Regions from separate parts of the Anser cygnoides genome. Here regions 2, 3 and 4 are each linked to region 1. Evidence: chromatin contacts called from public Hi-C data. All regions are on one chromosome and are shown on one strand. The core of a region is the stretch at or near the end of the contact, and the rest is flanking DNA. Distances in the headings are between cores, read along the strand shown. Region 1 has its middle 87 kb from the start of RBBP8. Region 2 has its middle 79 kb from the start of GATA6. Region 3 has its middle 39 kb from the start of GATA6. Region 4 has its middle 13 kb from the start of CABLES1.

Evidence for each region. A called contact is a pair of places that touch in the nucleus more often than the background predicts.
Region 2: a contact with region 1 is called in a Hi-C map of liver, with 2.7 times the contacts expected there. The contact joins two enhancer-like sites.
Region 3: a Hi-C map of liver shows a contact between it and region 1, with 6 times the contacts expected there. The contact joins two enhancer-like sites. A contact is called at or near these places in 2 of 7 Hi-C or Micro-C datasets (both in liver).
Region 4: a Hi-C map of liver shows a contact between it and region 1, with 2.6 times the contacts expected there. The contact joins two enhancer-like sites. A contact is called at or near these places in 2 of 7 Hi-C or Micro-C datasets (both in liver).

The regions. Positions count from the first base shown.
Region 1 is chr2:113,799,045-113,802,731 of Taihu_goose_T2T_genome, forward strand. No RefSeq gene overlaps it. Among named protein-coding and RNA genes, the nearest start is that of RBBP8, 87 kb to the right of the region's middle. Within about 2 kb of position 1,822, at least 2 of the 3 cell types and tissues checked have open chromatin away from gene starts, as enhancers often do. A contact at or near this core is called in liver, where this site is marked.
Region 2 is chr2:113,608,391-113,612,077 of Taihu_goose_T2T_genome, forward strand. No RefSeq gene overlaps it. Among named protein-coding and RNA genes, the nearest start is that of GATA6, 79 kb to the right of the region's middle. Within about 2 kb of position 1,816, at least 2 of the 3 cell types and tissues checked have open chromatin away from gene starts, as enhancers often do. A contact at or near this core is called in liver, where this site is marked.
Region 3 is chr2:113,649,112-113,652,798 of Taihu_goose_T2T_genome, forward strand. No RefSeq gene overlaps it. Among named protein-coding and RNA genes, the nearest start is that of GATA6, 39 kb to the right of the region's middle. Within about 2 kb of position 1,555, at least 2 of the 3 cell types and tissues checked have open chromatin away from gene starts, as enhancers often do. A contact at or near this core is called in liver, where this site is marked.
Region 4 is chr2:113,941,357-113,945,043 of Taihu_goose_T2T_genome, forward strand. No RefSeq gene overlaps it. Among named protein-coding and RNA genes, the nearest start is that of CABLES1, 13 kb to the right of the region's middle. Within about 2 kb of position 2,050, at least 2 of the 3 cell types and tissues checked have open chromatin away from gene starts, as enhancers often do. A contact at or near this core is called in liver, where this site is marked.

The DNA of each region.
Region 1 (3,687 bases), core at 572-3,071:
CCCCCAGCATGCAAAGTTTTTCATTTTATGCAGACAAAAGCTGTATCAGCCATAGATTTCCTGCAAGCCACCATAAGTGAAAAGCAGAGAGAGAGACCACCAAAACGTAACCACGACAACAGTAATTCTTACAACATCTAGAATACAGATTGCTTGGATAATATGACTTTACTTTCATTCCCATTAAAACAGGAAGAATCAATCAGCCTAATTTGACCAGCTAAGCACAAAGCAGAGAATACCAAAGCACCTCGGTAAATAAATTCTATCTAATTACTAATAATTAGCTTAAAAATCCTCTCAGCAGTTATCTTGGAAATTATTTGGATCTTAAATCTGTAGGTGAAGCAGTTGCTACTTCTCTGTCTTCTACAGAAAACAGCCATCTGCTCCACAACAGAACACTCATTCCATTTTTTTTTCCTGGAATGTACAAATAATTGGTACAAACAGGAGAATTGCACTTCAGGCATTCATTATAAAGCAGGGTATTTTCTTCCTAGTGTCTGGATCTTGGATGAAGAATTAATATCTTTGCAATCAAAGAGAAGTTGCTCAATATTTGATATTTTTGGACTGTGCAATACAAATGTGTGTTTATGAGCCACATGAACATGCCAGGTGTCTTTGTTGTAAATCCTTATATAGCAGCATTTACTTCTTCTCTGTCCCTGCTTCTCCCTTATGAAAGAGTATGACTACTTTAAACCATAAATAAACACAGCTAGGGATTTACCATAAAGAAAATCCAAATGAAACTCTTTCCAGATTCCAGTTAATTTCCCCTGCTCATGAACAAATCCCTTTAGTGGATGAACCCCCATGCATGTGAAAGCTGTTGAGACCCCCAAATGCAGGAGGTAAACCATATGCATTGCATTTGTTTGCTTTAATGAAATGATTGATTTATTGGTCACAAATTCCTCAAAAGCATTTGTTTTTATCCCCTGGGTTCTTATCAGAGAGCTCTCCACATCAGTCAAAATCATGGCTGTCATTCACTGCAGGACAGCACGAGTCAAAGGCTTTCCCAGTGCTCCCCGTTTGCAGGGAGCCTTCCGCTACACCTGGAGCACGTCCCCTTCCAGGGCACAGTCACCCCCTCATCCTACAGTGGTTTGCTTCCTAGAATAGCTGGATTTCAGGATGAGAGCCTTCCTAATGGAGCTCGAGTGCATTTGCGGCACAATAGGTCATTTCTGGCTCACTTGCTTTCTTTTCAGCTCGTGGGACAAAAAGGGACATGGTTACACCATTTGCTTACATTGGTAGGTAAAGAAAACCTTAAATGTCACATGAGTCACTTGCACTCAATTAATTTCTGCTTGTGTTATTTATTCACGTTTAAGATATGACTTTTATTCTATATGTGACCTTCAGCAATGGAGCTGATAACAAGAACATTGCTTTGGAAAAGTGAAAGGTTAAATATTAACCAGAAAAAAATAGTTCTAAGACAAACATTTTGAATGTGTTTTTCTTCTTTTTTTTTTTTTTTTATTGAATTTGGAAGCAACTTGTCACTTCCCCTCTTACTGCCTCCCCCGTATGACTGTTGTGCTGCTGTCCTTGACATAGTAGCTGGCAGATGCAGCAGGTCCCTGGGCTTCTATCACCATGTGATGGACTTTTCTCAGCCTGCTACACGTCAGTCAGATCTTGGAGCTTGATGCAAGGTCTTACATAATTAGATTTTCATTAACAATTTCTGCTCTTCCTCACCTTCCAAGAGAGAAGCAACCCCTGTTGCCTGTGGGGAGCGAAAAAAGACACAAAATAAAGTGGGCTGGGGACAGGACGAAGCACTGACCAAACTTCAGAGGCACTGCATGAGTTTGGAGCACTGATTTGGGCAGATGTCTTTTCTTCTCTGTGATCAACAAGCTTCTCTCAGGCATAACCACTGTTCCCAAGAATTTTAAATTTAGTTTACAGTGTGAGTCAACCAGGGGGGAGGGTGTTGTGCAGCTTTAGAGGCAAAAAGTCTATGCATCATTAAAAAGGGACTGAAAAAAGAAAAATAGTCTCTACTTACAAATCTAAGTGCCTATTTTACCTGTGTATCAGTTTATCTTTTGTGTGTGTGTGGAGACACCTTTGTTGAGCTCCCACTCTGCTCTGAAGCTACTTCAGCTTTTCTTCTGTAAGGCAGTCTCCAATCTCAGTCACAACAACATTAATCAAAAAAAAGTCTGTAAATCGATGATGTTGCTTCTGCTCCCACCCATTTTTAGAAGCCCAAAACATGGGACGTTCATATCTTTTATTCAGTAAAACAGCCTAATTGCCTGTTGTTTGGTTAATTTGGGTAGCAAAAATAAACCACCAAACGTAAAGATGAATGAAACAGCTGAGATAAAACCAAAGCCAAACAAACATCAACAACAACAAACTAGGTGGCTGGAAATGGGTAACTCCTGCTTCAGGAGTCGTTCTGGGTGGTCGAGGCTCCATCTCAGCCCACGGTGGGACAGGGTCCCGGGGCACAGTGGAAGTGTCCACTGGCCCCGTGTCCTGCTGGCTCCTGTCCATCCTTCCTGCACGGCTGATGGCCATGGCCTCCCAGGGTTGTTCGACCTGCCCTTCCCAGCGGAAAGATTGCTCTCCTGGCAACTCTTCAGTCTGCCCGGAAAACAAACAAACAAAAAAAAAAGAGGGCAGGAAAAGCTATAATCATTCAGCTGATAACCCCAGCATCTTTACTGGTTTTAGGTGGGACGGTCTGGAAATCAAAACTTGCTGTCGCTTACAATCCTTACTACCACGGGGTGATAAAACACTGCTACTCGTCTGTATATCTCACCCTCTGTTCAGTCTCTAAAGATCTGTAGACTAAGTGATGTCTTCTACTAAAGAATGACACCAGGTTAGCCTGCACTGTAGGAACAGGGATTTCCTTTCATCAGTTCTTATTTTGCCATATTTCAGTTTTATTAAATGTCCTCTTGTCCTTTGCCATGGAACGAGGTGAATAGAAACCTCCTGGTCTTCTTCCTCAGGACCATTTATTATTTCATACAATTTCCTCATGTCTCCCCTTATTTACGACTCCCACGAGGCAATCTGTGCTGGGATAACAGCCTGCCCTACCGGTGTTTCTAATGCAGCCACAGCCAGATTGTACCAGAAGCCTCCCATAATCATCTCTTCATGGAAGATTTGCAGCCCAGGTCCCAGACCCATAAAGCAGGCTTGGCTTGAGGCAACTGGGGCCTGAGCCCACCACTGTGTGCCTTCTCCCAGCCCTCCCCACCCAGCCCACTCCCTCCCACCTCTCTTTCATCTCCCTCACTAGGCTCTCCGCAGAGCCCCCCTTCCCCAGACAGACGATCCCTTCCTGTCGCCTCCCTGGGATGGACTTCTTCATTTTTCCTCAGCCAGCTCCCCTGGACAGACTCTTGGTTTCTCACTGACTTGCTGCTCTGTTGAGGTTTCTTGGCCTGGGTCCCAGGGTTCCTGCCTTAATCCATGCCTTCAAAGAGATTTGGATAAGTCTGGATAAGCTTCCAAGCCTCTGGATGCTTATTCAAAGCGCGAGGCTGGGGGAAGGGGGAGCATCCCTGAAGGAAGCCAGAGGTCAGCTATGTACAGTCAAGCAAACTTTTTTTATTTTTTTTTCCTGAATCAGATACCTCCCCAAATCCCTCAGCACCTGTATGTCAAAATCTGCATTTATGTTAGAAAAAA
Region 2 (3,687 bases), core at 566-3,065, 190 kb before region 1:
GGAAGTTTGGCTGGGAATGCATTGGATAACATTTCTCATTTTTTCAGGTCTGCGGGAAGTCCTGTATAAATGCATTTTCCATTAGTATAATAGCTGTGTTACTGTCCCTCCTCTCTAGAGAATGTTAGTGGCTGTGGATGTGGGCAATAACATAAAGAAGACTAAAACGCTCTTAATCTGTGTGAGTCAGCAAACATACCTTGCATGTTCACAGCCAGGAGCCATTTGCTCTTGGCTCATGCCACAGAGTAGGCAAAACGTGGTTCTCTTTTTTTTCTAATTTTTCATTCCAGGAATTTCTGAAGTTTCCCTTGATCCTTTCCAAACCATCGGGTTGTAGTTAAATTAAAACCTGGCCTTTTCTTTTGGTGAATACTTTGTGTAACTGGTAGTGTTTGTGTGGGTTCCAGCCTCAACTTGGATCACTTTGTTTAAAGATTGGGAGCCTACATGTATTATAGAGAAACTGCATTAACGAAGTTGAAGAGATGTGTCTTCTAATTGCAGCCATGAGACTGGGATTTGTTAGATTTGATTTTTGAGTTTTCTGGGAGTCTTCACTCAAACCACATAGTTTGTGTTTCCTCTCATTCCTATGTGTAAAATGAGGAAAAAGTTATACTTGATGGTACTAGAAGAGATCAGCTAGTGTATGCAAAAAAGCCTAGAAGTGAATAAATGAGCTCCTGAGCAGCTAACACGCCTCCCCTGCCAGCCCCTTGCATGGTGGTATACCGGCTGTGCAGTGGTGTCAGACCTTTTTGTGGTGGAAAACTAAAATCTAGCTCCAGTGCTAGCTCACAGGCCTGCCAAAGACCAAACAGGCAAAAAATGGACTATTGTCTTCCACCTCCCAAGCAGCGGGAATTATTAACTTATTAATTAACTAGTAATCACATACAAATATGTATTTTATTATAGTTAACAAGTAACAGTCGTTATGTTTTAAAGCAGCTGGTGGAAGAAATCCACGTTGAATAAAGGCATTGAGCTGCAATATCAAGGAGGGGTGACGAAGTGCCAGCTCTGGACGTCCTTGGGTTTCGGCCTCGCGGTGCTGGTGGTGCTGCGGTGCTGGGTGAGCTGCCAGAGGGTGTCACTGCATGCGTTACGGAGAGGGAAGAACGAGGTGAGGAAAGGGAATAAAAGTTCAAGTGTAAATTTCAGTTTCGTTGTTGAGCTAGAAGTAAATACAGAAACATGGATGAATCAAATCCTCACTTTCCTGGAGATTACAAACATTTCCTGGAGATGCTTAATTATATTGAAATGCTTAATTATATTTATTTATTTATATGTTTTTTGAAATAAATATCCCGGCTGTTCAGGACCAGATCCTCTGATATAAAAAGTCACATTACTGCTGACTTCCATACCCATTCTGTCCCTGAGTTGTTTCCAAGTGCTGACTGTTATGCACGACGTGGATAACGCTGGTTTTAAAAAAAAGAGAGAGGAAAGAAAACCAGAGCAGGCTCTCCTCAAATCCTTCAAAACCTCCTGTATGAAATTGTTGGTGTTTGCAGACCTCAGTGCCAAAGGTCGCTCTGGCTGAGGGCGCCCGTCTTCCCCCGCCAACTCGCCGTCCCCACAGGCAGGCTGGCTGTGGAGCTAGGCCCTCACAGGCCGCTGCCACCAGAAGACGCACGTGTATGTGCTCGGCCAGCCCGAAATACACCAGCCTTGCTGGCTCTGGGCTGTTTACGTGATGTACATTACTACCTCGCGGTGCCTGCACTTTCGGAGAGGCCTCTTCCCCGCAGGCCGTTGCCAAGGCCCGCGCTGTCTCTGTGCGTGTTATCGCGAGGATGACAGTTTAAACAGGGCTTATCGCTGTGTATTCAATCAAGGTTTATGAGGGCTGATAAAGATGTCACCTAGTTGCTTTGTGTGTTCATTAAAACGCTATTCCTCGGTAGGACTTCACTGTATTATGTTCTTTTTTTTCCCTTTCTTCACCGATTTTAGCTATCTTCTGAGGAGAGGTGTACGTGTATGAAGGGGAGGTGTGCTTGCTTTAGCACCATTATTTCTGCAGGGAAGAATTAAAAAAAAAAAAAAGAAACTAGTTTGGTTGACCCAACGTTATCTGCATTTAATATCTCGTGTTATCAGAATTGCTTATTTAATAATTCAGTAAACTTTTCCTAGGTTTAGCTTGCCCGTGGCAGTAAAGCGATTTGTGTGCACTTTATCTGCTGTGTGGTGCGGTGGCTACAGCACAGGGGGGGCTGCTTGTCCCTAGTGATGCTTGGACGTTCCTTGCCGCTTGCTGCATGCAGACCCGCTCATCTCTTTTCCTGATGGGTGGAAACGGTGTACTTGCGACACAGAAATGTAAACCTACTTGGTGACTTGGTTCAGTTGCAAGTCAAAGCCTGAGGAATGATTGCTAGAAATAAATAGGTACTCATGTAAAATGTGTCGATAATTTTCATGTTATCTGGATATGATGAACAGTAACAGAAAATGGACAAAAATATTTTATTTTATTGTGTTCTAAGCTTCATTTTTTATTTTTATTTTTTTTCCCCTTGATCCATATCCTTTTCCCAGCTATAGTTTAGAATAAGTACACTGGCCTAATTGTATCTGGTAACATTTCCATTTCTGCCGATCTTCAGATAATCTCATTTTTACAGTAAGCAGAAGTTGTTCTGTTGCATTTTTGTTGTTTGAGTAAAATTTGTTGTAAAACAAAGCAGATACACAAAACCATAATGAAAAATGATTAGTTGCAGCTGTTTGCTGTATTATATAAGAGGGGAATGTCTAAGGAATCTATTGGCTAAAAAAAAAGTTGAAAATATCTAACAGACTCAGGACCCTAGCTCAGTCAGAAATCAGTTGAGATTAAGCCCGCGTGTTTAAGCTTTTTTGAAAAATGGGGAGAAACTGAATATCCTTAGTTGATTCCTTAGAGCCCCAGGCCACGGCAATTTCTTGTTGTTTATGCTGCAGCATATTGGCCCTCTCTGTATCCTACAAACTTTGTGAATACTGATAGCTGTCGGCATTTCACAAATGATTCTTTCACTTTTGTTTACAATTGCTGCTGGCAGGCACTGGGCTATCTAAGGCTTTAATGCTGTGCATGTGCTTTCATAATAAAATGTTATTCTATGAGGATAATAACACTTACTAGAGATCAGTATTAAAATTAAAAACAGAGCCTCTCCACCATCACTTGTTAACACTTCTAATGATTGTTTGCTTATTAACACTAATTTGTTATACGCTTCCATTTTAGCTCTATGATGTCTGGTCTAAGCATGAGGCACTTCTGTGTATAGTAATTATGCATAACCAGGCTGATCTCTGTAATAAAAGTTACTGTAGCATGATCTGGTCTGCTTTCTGTGAAATGTTTTATATTGGAACCAATTGTTGACCCCTGCCTTATCAATTCACTCTATCTGTTTGTCTTTAAACAGGAGTCACGGTAGTCTCTGGAATATTTGCCTGGGATGAAGCTATTTTAGCTGCTGCACTGGTGTCCATTTAACCTTGATCATGAAACACTCGCTGGTCATCCAGCAGTACAGAACTTTTTGAAGCAGAATTGCTATTGTTTGTGAATAGAATCTATGGAATATAGCAGAGTGGAGATCCTTAGGGCTTACTCCTTGGTGCTTTATGAACACAATACTGTGCTTTTTACATTTTGCTCTTTATTATCACTACAAA
Region 3 (3,687 bases), core at 305-2,804, 150 kb before region 1:
AGGCCGCCCTGTGCACAGCCAAAGTTCAGGCAAACAGAGGGAAGAGGAGGCATGGTTCCAGCCTGGTGGCACCGAGGACACGTTGGCTGCCATTGGGTTTCGCCTTGAACCACAGCTGCCAGTGCCTGAGGTCTCTGCAGCAACAAGCTTGCAGTGGGACATGCCCTGGGGGAGCACCCTGCTCCCAGCAGAGTAAATAATTATGTAAATTAAGGCTTCTGACAGCATCTTCCCAAGTGCTGGTGTCTGCCAGTCCGGAGCCAGACCCCAGTGTTTCCCCATCGCTTGTATGAACACCACTTGTGCTCCAGTGTTTCCCCATCACTCGTGCTCCATCTCTCTATCTTCCATTTTTCGGTGTCGTGCTGTTCTGGGGCTTCTTTCTCTTTAAGAGGAAACTCGGCGGAAGCTGAGCTATTCAATATTGTTTCGTATTATTTGGTTGTGAAACAATTTAATTTGTTTATGGCTCTAAAGGTCAGATTTGACTGTTGCCCAAATTTCTAAAGAATAAAGAATGAATCAGGCTGAAAGGGACTTTGTGGCATGATAAACTGGAGAAAGAGAAGGGGGCTAGTGAGAATATTTAACTGGAACAGCAAGACAAACTTACCTTCAGTTCAGGTTTAAAAGCCTAGTCAATCATTACACATTTTTTATTATTTACCTGGTACAAAATCCCCCCAGCAGAAGAAGTAGAAAAACTCACAGGCCACATTCTTTCAAATTTTTAGTAGCTTGCTTGGCATTTTTTTTTCTTTTCTGTAGCTCAGGAAAATTCAGGTGGTATGGATTGCATTGGTGCATTTATAGATTAGAAATAAAGTGGCAGTGCATGGTGGCTGTGACTCCAGGCAGGGGATGTTTGTAACACTGATGAGACCAGGGCCAGCCGGGGACTTTGAGAAGGAAGGTGATTCTCACACAGTGAGCAGAAGACAAAGGTTGCATTTACACCTGGCCAGAAGGTTTAATCATCTACCATTTCCAAACATTGCAGGCTCACAATCTGTTGTGTCTGAGATCATAAAACATATCACAAACTGGAGACAAGAGAGCTGGGGCTTGATTGACCAGAGCTTATCTTTTCTTTTTTCTTCCTTCTTATTTTTCACTCAGTTTTCTGCTTTAAAAAAAAAAAAAAAAAAAAAAAAAAAAAAAGATGCTTCTTTACTGGTGTAGCAGGAAACATGATGCAAAGCAAAGCAATTCTGAAAATCCAGGATGAGTGGGTGATTTCCATTCCTCTCCGCTTCATCACACCAAACACTTGGGAGACAGATCACCTGGTTGCTCAAACCTTCCTCCCAGGCTTGCAAGGAAAAGAAATTGTGGAAAAGGGAACAAAAAATGGAGAGGAGTACTCAAAGAGAAGCGGGTAGAAACCTCTCGTAGGTTGGTTTTCCAGGTCCTACCCCGGAAATATCTAACACTGAACCATCTGAAACTCTGGGTGTAGGTGACTTTCGCCTTTTGGGGGGGTGAGGTTTAAATTATGGTAACAGTTAAAAATAATCCATCTGTGATGGGAGGGTTTTTTTTTGCAACATTAGCAGCATTTTCGCACTTCTGATCTGCTGTTGGTTTCTCCCGTTCCTGTAACCCGTTGCTGACAGTGAGGTTGGCGAGTTTATTGAGCAAGACCAGTAACTCCCGTGCTGCTTCCTTCTGATGGCCTCTGCAAGGTCGTCACCCTTAGTTGTGTGATGGTGGCCAGGCTGTGGAGAGGATCGTGGATTTAACACATGTGGGATTTCCCACTGTTATCCATGATGGGCCCTGAGAGCAAGCGTGGAAGGGCCATGCCCTGGCCACAGCTCCATCATCCTTCGTGAGGGTTGGGCCTGCCATGCTAGGGAGGAGATGTTGCTTTGCACCTCGTTTGGGTGCTTCAGCGCTGATTCATCAAAGCACTTAGCGCTGGGGGGAGGAACGGCCCGGTTGGGATGAAGGTTTGCACTGCAGACTTCAAAGGAGGCCCAGTTTAACCCTTTGACTTCAGTGGGGTTAGAGCCCCCGTTTGGAGGTAAGCATGTGATAAGCTGGGTTGGGACCACCCTCTCTATTTGGAGGGGGGCGTAAATACCTTGAGTTTTGGGGGTATGATCACCTGTCTGATGATGCCTCTGTGAGATTTATGCCTGCCAGCTTTAACCTGCTTTAAAAAAAAGAGTGGAGTAGGAGCAATAAGAGTTTCCCCAGGTCAAGCTCATCAATCAAGGCAGGATGGAGGGCCATCTGCCCCTGGCATGGCCAGGTGCCCTCAGGGTGTCCCTAGCACCCTGGGGCTGCCCACGACCTGATAACAAGAGTGGCATCTTTGATGTCGCCTGGGGCAGCAGCCACACAGAATTGCATAATCAAGGTCACTGGAAAATTACACAAAACTTTGCCCACATCTATTGGAAAAATGTGAAACACTTGCAAAAAAAAAAAAAAAAGGAAGAAAGAAAGAAAGAAAGAAAAAAAAAACTAACCTCATACCATGCTGTGAATGGCATGCTACAGTGGTGAGCTTTCCCCTCACTGTACCCTAGAAGTACGTATGAAAAAATGTGAGCGGACATAACAGCAATTAAAAATTTTCACTGATAGCCACATGAAATCAACTCTGAGGTTTCCCCTCTCTCTTCTTCAGATAAAGTTTTAATTACATGATGGTGTGTGAATATAATAAGTAATCATCTCATACTTCGCATTACTGAGTGCTGTCTCTGAGGAGTTTAAGGGGTGAGTTGGGTTTCACGTGCCCTCAGGAGCTGCTAAGCATTTGCATGGCTACTTGCAAAAAAAGAAATACCTAAGCTGAAAATATGTAGATGAAAATAAAGAGGAGAAGAAATTTCAGAGCTCATCTTTGGAAGAAGAAATTTCTTGGAGAAACTTCTGATACTCTCTCAACATTTTCCTGTTTTGTTGTTGTTTTTACATTAAATTTTACATTAAAAAGCACTTTTTTCTCCTGTGTTCTTGCCCTTTTGGTTTATATTTATCCACCCCTCCACTTCTTCTTCTTCTTCTTCTTCTTTTTTTTTAAATAATTTTCTCATTTTTTGTTTGTGAGAAAAAACAAGTCATGGAGGTGGCATAAAGAAGAACAACTTGTAGCATGAAAGAGGCCAGGGCTAGAAAGTGAATCAAAAAAGCCCAAATATAAAATGTTTAAAAAAAAAATCTAAGAAAAAACTTTAGAAGTGAGAACTTTAAAAGTGAGCCTGAGAGGCCTTGTAGGCCCAGGTCTGGTGGCGGGGAGGCCTCAGGGCCATCCCTGTTTGCCCATCCGGACTGGTGAGGGCCACATTTACCAGCTGCACCCAAATGTTCCCGGCTCCTGTCGATCCAGCAGGAAGTCCTGGCATCGGGTACAGAATGGGGCTGTCTACAACACCCATCTTTCCTCTCCGTATCACTGAATTAGAGAGGATGCCCCACACACCACTGGTTTTACGTCACCAAAGTCCACATGGTACAGAGGCCCAGGAGATGTTGCACAATGTATCATGATACCACATAGAAACACTTATGCCATTAAGTCTGAAGGCTAAAACATTTGCATTTCTGACTAGACCTTCTCACAGTCGAGTCCTTTCCCTGTAATGCAAGTGCATCCCCTTCCACTTTCTAATCTGCCAAAGCTTTTCTTCTTAAAGCCTCTTCCACCATCCCGAGAATTGTCCCTTGACTGTT
Region 4 (3,687 bases), core at 800-3,299, 140 kb after region 1:
CAGGTGCCAGTGCCACCGTGTTACTTTCCTTGCAAGCCTTGCGTCCCATCCTGCAGCACTCTGAGAGCCTGGCCTGGTCCTCTTGATTTCCTTGACTTAAGTTCCTTGACGCTGCAGAGCCACCGTGGATGTGGGTCAGTGAGGGACAGGAGCTGGGTGAGGGCAGGGAGGAAGGCGCTGTAGAGGCAGGCCGCTTCTGGCAGCGGTGCAGGTTTCCAGTCAGGGCGGGTGCAGGGAGGCCCATGAGAAATGTGCCTTGGCCCTCAGGAGGCTGCCCTGGGACTTCAAATTCAGCTCTCTAGGGGACAGGAGGTCGATCCCACTTCTCAGCAGCTGCGTGTTGTGGAGTAAAGAAACTAAAGCGAAAGAGCTGGGTGAAATCAGACATGTAGGGTGTTGCCTGTGCTCGAGCTGCAAAGCCCTCTGGCCGTGCACGCCTTCAGAAAAGGTGCACAGCCCTTCCTCTCGCCTCCCTAAACACCCACCCGGCTCACTCCACAGTCAGACATTCCTGGAGCAGGGGTTTCCAAGGCCGGTACCAGGGCAGCGAACACGGACACGTGCCTGTCACAATGAGCGGTCAGTATCGTGACCCAAATGCAGGATCCCATCATCTAGGCTGGTTCTGAGTATCTCAGAGAAGGAGACTCCACAGCCTCTCTGGGCAGCCTGTCCCAGCGCCCTGTCACCCTCACAGTAAAGAAGTGTTTTCTGATAGCCATGGGAAGACCAATACATCTGCTTGGAGGTCCACAAAACCACAGCTGTGACTGAAAGAAGGAATACAGAAAAAGCCACGGTGAAAGCAGCTTCCTAGGCCTTGTTTTAGGACCTGTCTCTTCCACAACCAGGCCTCGCTGTTGTATTTTAGGTTGGGGGTGTCTGTGTTTCCTCATGAACATCCCCGGGTCCCAGCACAACCTCGGGGTACACGGCGGGGCTCAGCAGTGGAGAACATGAGGGCCTTTCTGCCTTGACACTCGACTTGCTGCGCTAACGCTTTCTGGAAGTCAGATTTCTGTTTATTTATAGACAAATGAAAATATTATGTCTACTTTCATGTGGCAGGCTCAGAAAACAAGAAACAGTCACAGGAAAAGCATTTGTGATGGAAAGTTGCTGTCCTCTCCCTGGGACCGTTTGGTCTGTGAGAAGAGAAGGAAAACGGGGAGGGGGGAAGGGATATATAGATATATATATATGCATGCATATATATAGTCTGTATGTGTTTATATTTTAAATATATATTATATATAGAAGTAAGAATCATAATCTTAGAAGAAACCACTATGAATATTTCTCATTAACATGAGAAGAAATAATACTGGTTCTTATAAGGGTCAGAAGGCAGCAACGTGTGCTCCACGGATGCGCACATCCTTGGTGGGAGCTGGAGGCCTGGACATCGGTAGTTTTTGTGAGGGCATGAATGAAGGACAAATAAATCCAGGCTCCAGCTCCCACCCTAGCTTTCCTCTGGGAAGCCTCCTGGCATGCTCCTTGCTCTCTGGGTTTTTGAAAACCAATTATAATGTCAATTATCATATTTTTATTCTTTCCCTCTAATAAAGAGCATCCCTAAGAGTGTCTCATCCACATGCCTTTCCTCTACTGCACCCAGCATTTCCCCAGCTTTGGCCAAGCTGGCGGCCCTGACCCCCTTCCCTCTCTACCTGCCACATCGCCTCTGTGAGCCCCGAATCCCAAAAAATCAGCAGCATCTAAAAATATCAGCATATATATATAGCATATATATACATAGCATATATATATATATCATTGGAGGCCCGACTCACCCATGCAAAGTGCCATCCTGCGGGATCAGTGCTACAGGGAGTGCAGAAGGTGCACGTGGCCTTTGCACTGTCCCTGCCAAGGCAGATTGCATTGCTGCAAAGTACTTGCTGGGGACCAAATCTGTCCTCGCTGGAGGAACCTGCTATACCACAACAGGCATACGTGCCTTTGTTTCTACTCCAAAAACAGAGCGCAGTTTGAGGAGGGGCTCAATGCCATCCTTCTTCCACAACTTTAAGAGCAATTTTGAAAATTGCTCTCTTGTGACCTCAAAAAAATACATAATTTTCTATAGGAATTGCAAATATGAGAATTCAGGGAAAAAATCTCCCATCAGGAAGACATTTTCCCAGACTTGGATGCTACAAGCAGCGGAGCCCAGCGCGTGTGCAAACACAACGTGCCTCTGGCCTGAGCGGGCGAGCAGCACATAATGGGGCAAAAATCACACGTGGTGACACCGGCGAACATGCAGAGCACGAAACCCTCTGCTAGCTCTCCCAGAAAAATAGCCTTGAACAAACCAGCCCCGGGCCATTTCGGACGGCAACAAAGCTAACAACGAAACCAAACAGAGAAATATCCTGACAGACTTCAGCTCAGTGAGCAAACAAACACAGAAACCCGGGTTCCAAAGAGCGGGGGAACTCAGTTATGAAACGAGTTTTTGGTACAAAAGGAAGCTTAAAGCCACCGCTGGTGATCAGGCAGGGAGGAGGAAGGTCGCACTGGGTGTCAGGCCACACTTCACACACACACAGATCGTTCAATCAATATTTGTCCTGGAATCGTACCCGGTGGAAAATTTCGAATTGAAAGGTCAGCATAATTCAGTGCTCACTTTCATTCATGCTGCATGCTTGGAAGAACGCGTGTTTTTACATCTAGCACAAAATAAGCTTCATAAATCCAAGGATTTTTTTTTAACCAAAAAAAAAAAAAAAGACAGACATCTTGGAAGTAAGCCCTGTGTTCGTAATGCCTCTCAGTTACACCTTCAGCGGGACAGGGACCTCTCGCCTATGATTTTAGCAAAATAACCGCGGCACGAGGGGGGCTGTTTAAATCCCCAGGCTCTGGACCTAATGGCACAAATCCACAAACGTGGGTGAGAAGTGAAAGCTCCAGAAACCTCCCCAAAGCCGGGAGCATGGGCACTGCTGCTGCCCCGGCACGCTGCGAAGGGCTGCACGGGGATTTATCCCCGCCGCCCCTGCCTGCCTCGGCCATGCCGGCATCGGGGGTTTTATTTAAGGTCACTCCAGGAACAGCGGAAAGATCTAATCCCGTGATCACCAGACAGCTGTTACCCCCTGCCTTTGTGAAAATGATGATCTCAAGTTGAGGATCTTGTTGCCTTGAATCATTGTTTTTTTTCCCCCCGTGTGTTTGCCGTAACAGATTGTTTGCTCGCATTCGGACTGTAAGGTCATGACTCAGTTTTTTTCCCCCTATCAAGAATTAAAGGAAATTTGAGTGTGTGCGGCCCTAAACATGGACTTTAGAATTTGGCTCCAAAAAAATAATAATAATTAAAACACAAACAAAACAAACTAAAAATAGAGAAAAAAACAACGCTCTTGCCTAGTGACTTAATTACAACGTATGCACAAAGCACAACAAATCATCCAGCTCACTCAAGGCTGTGATACAGCTGATGGGTGGCATTCAGATAACTGCCACAGGGGCAGGACACCTTGAAGTCCTCAAAACAGTGTTGTTTTGTGGCTAACGTGAGGTATTGATACTCTCTAAGACAGTGCACAGGGTAATTTCAGCCACGCAGGGGAAAGCTCTGCAGAGGAGAGCCCAGTTAGAGAAAGAAGGCAAATAAAGAGGCAGGATGACTGCTTCCAGTCACAAGCTTGCATGGAGAAGTTTATTTTAACA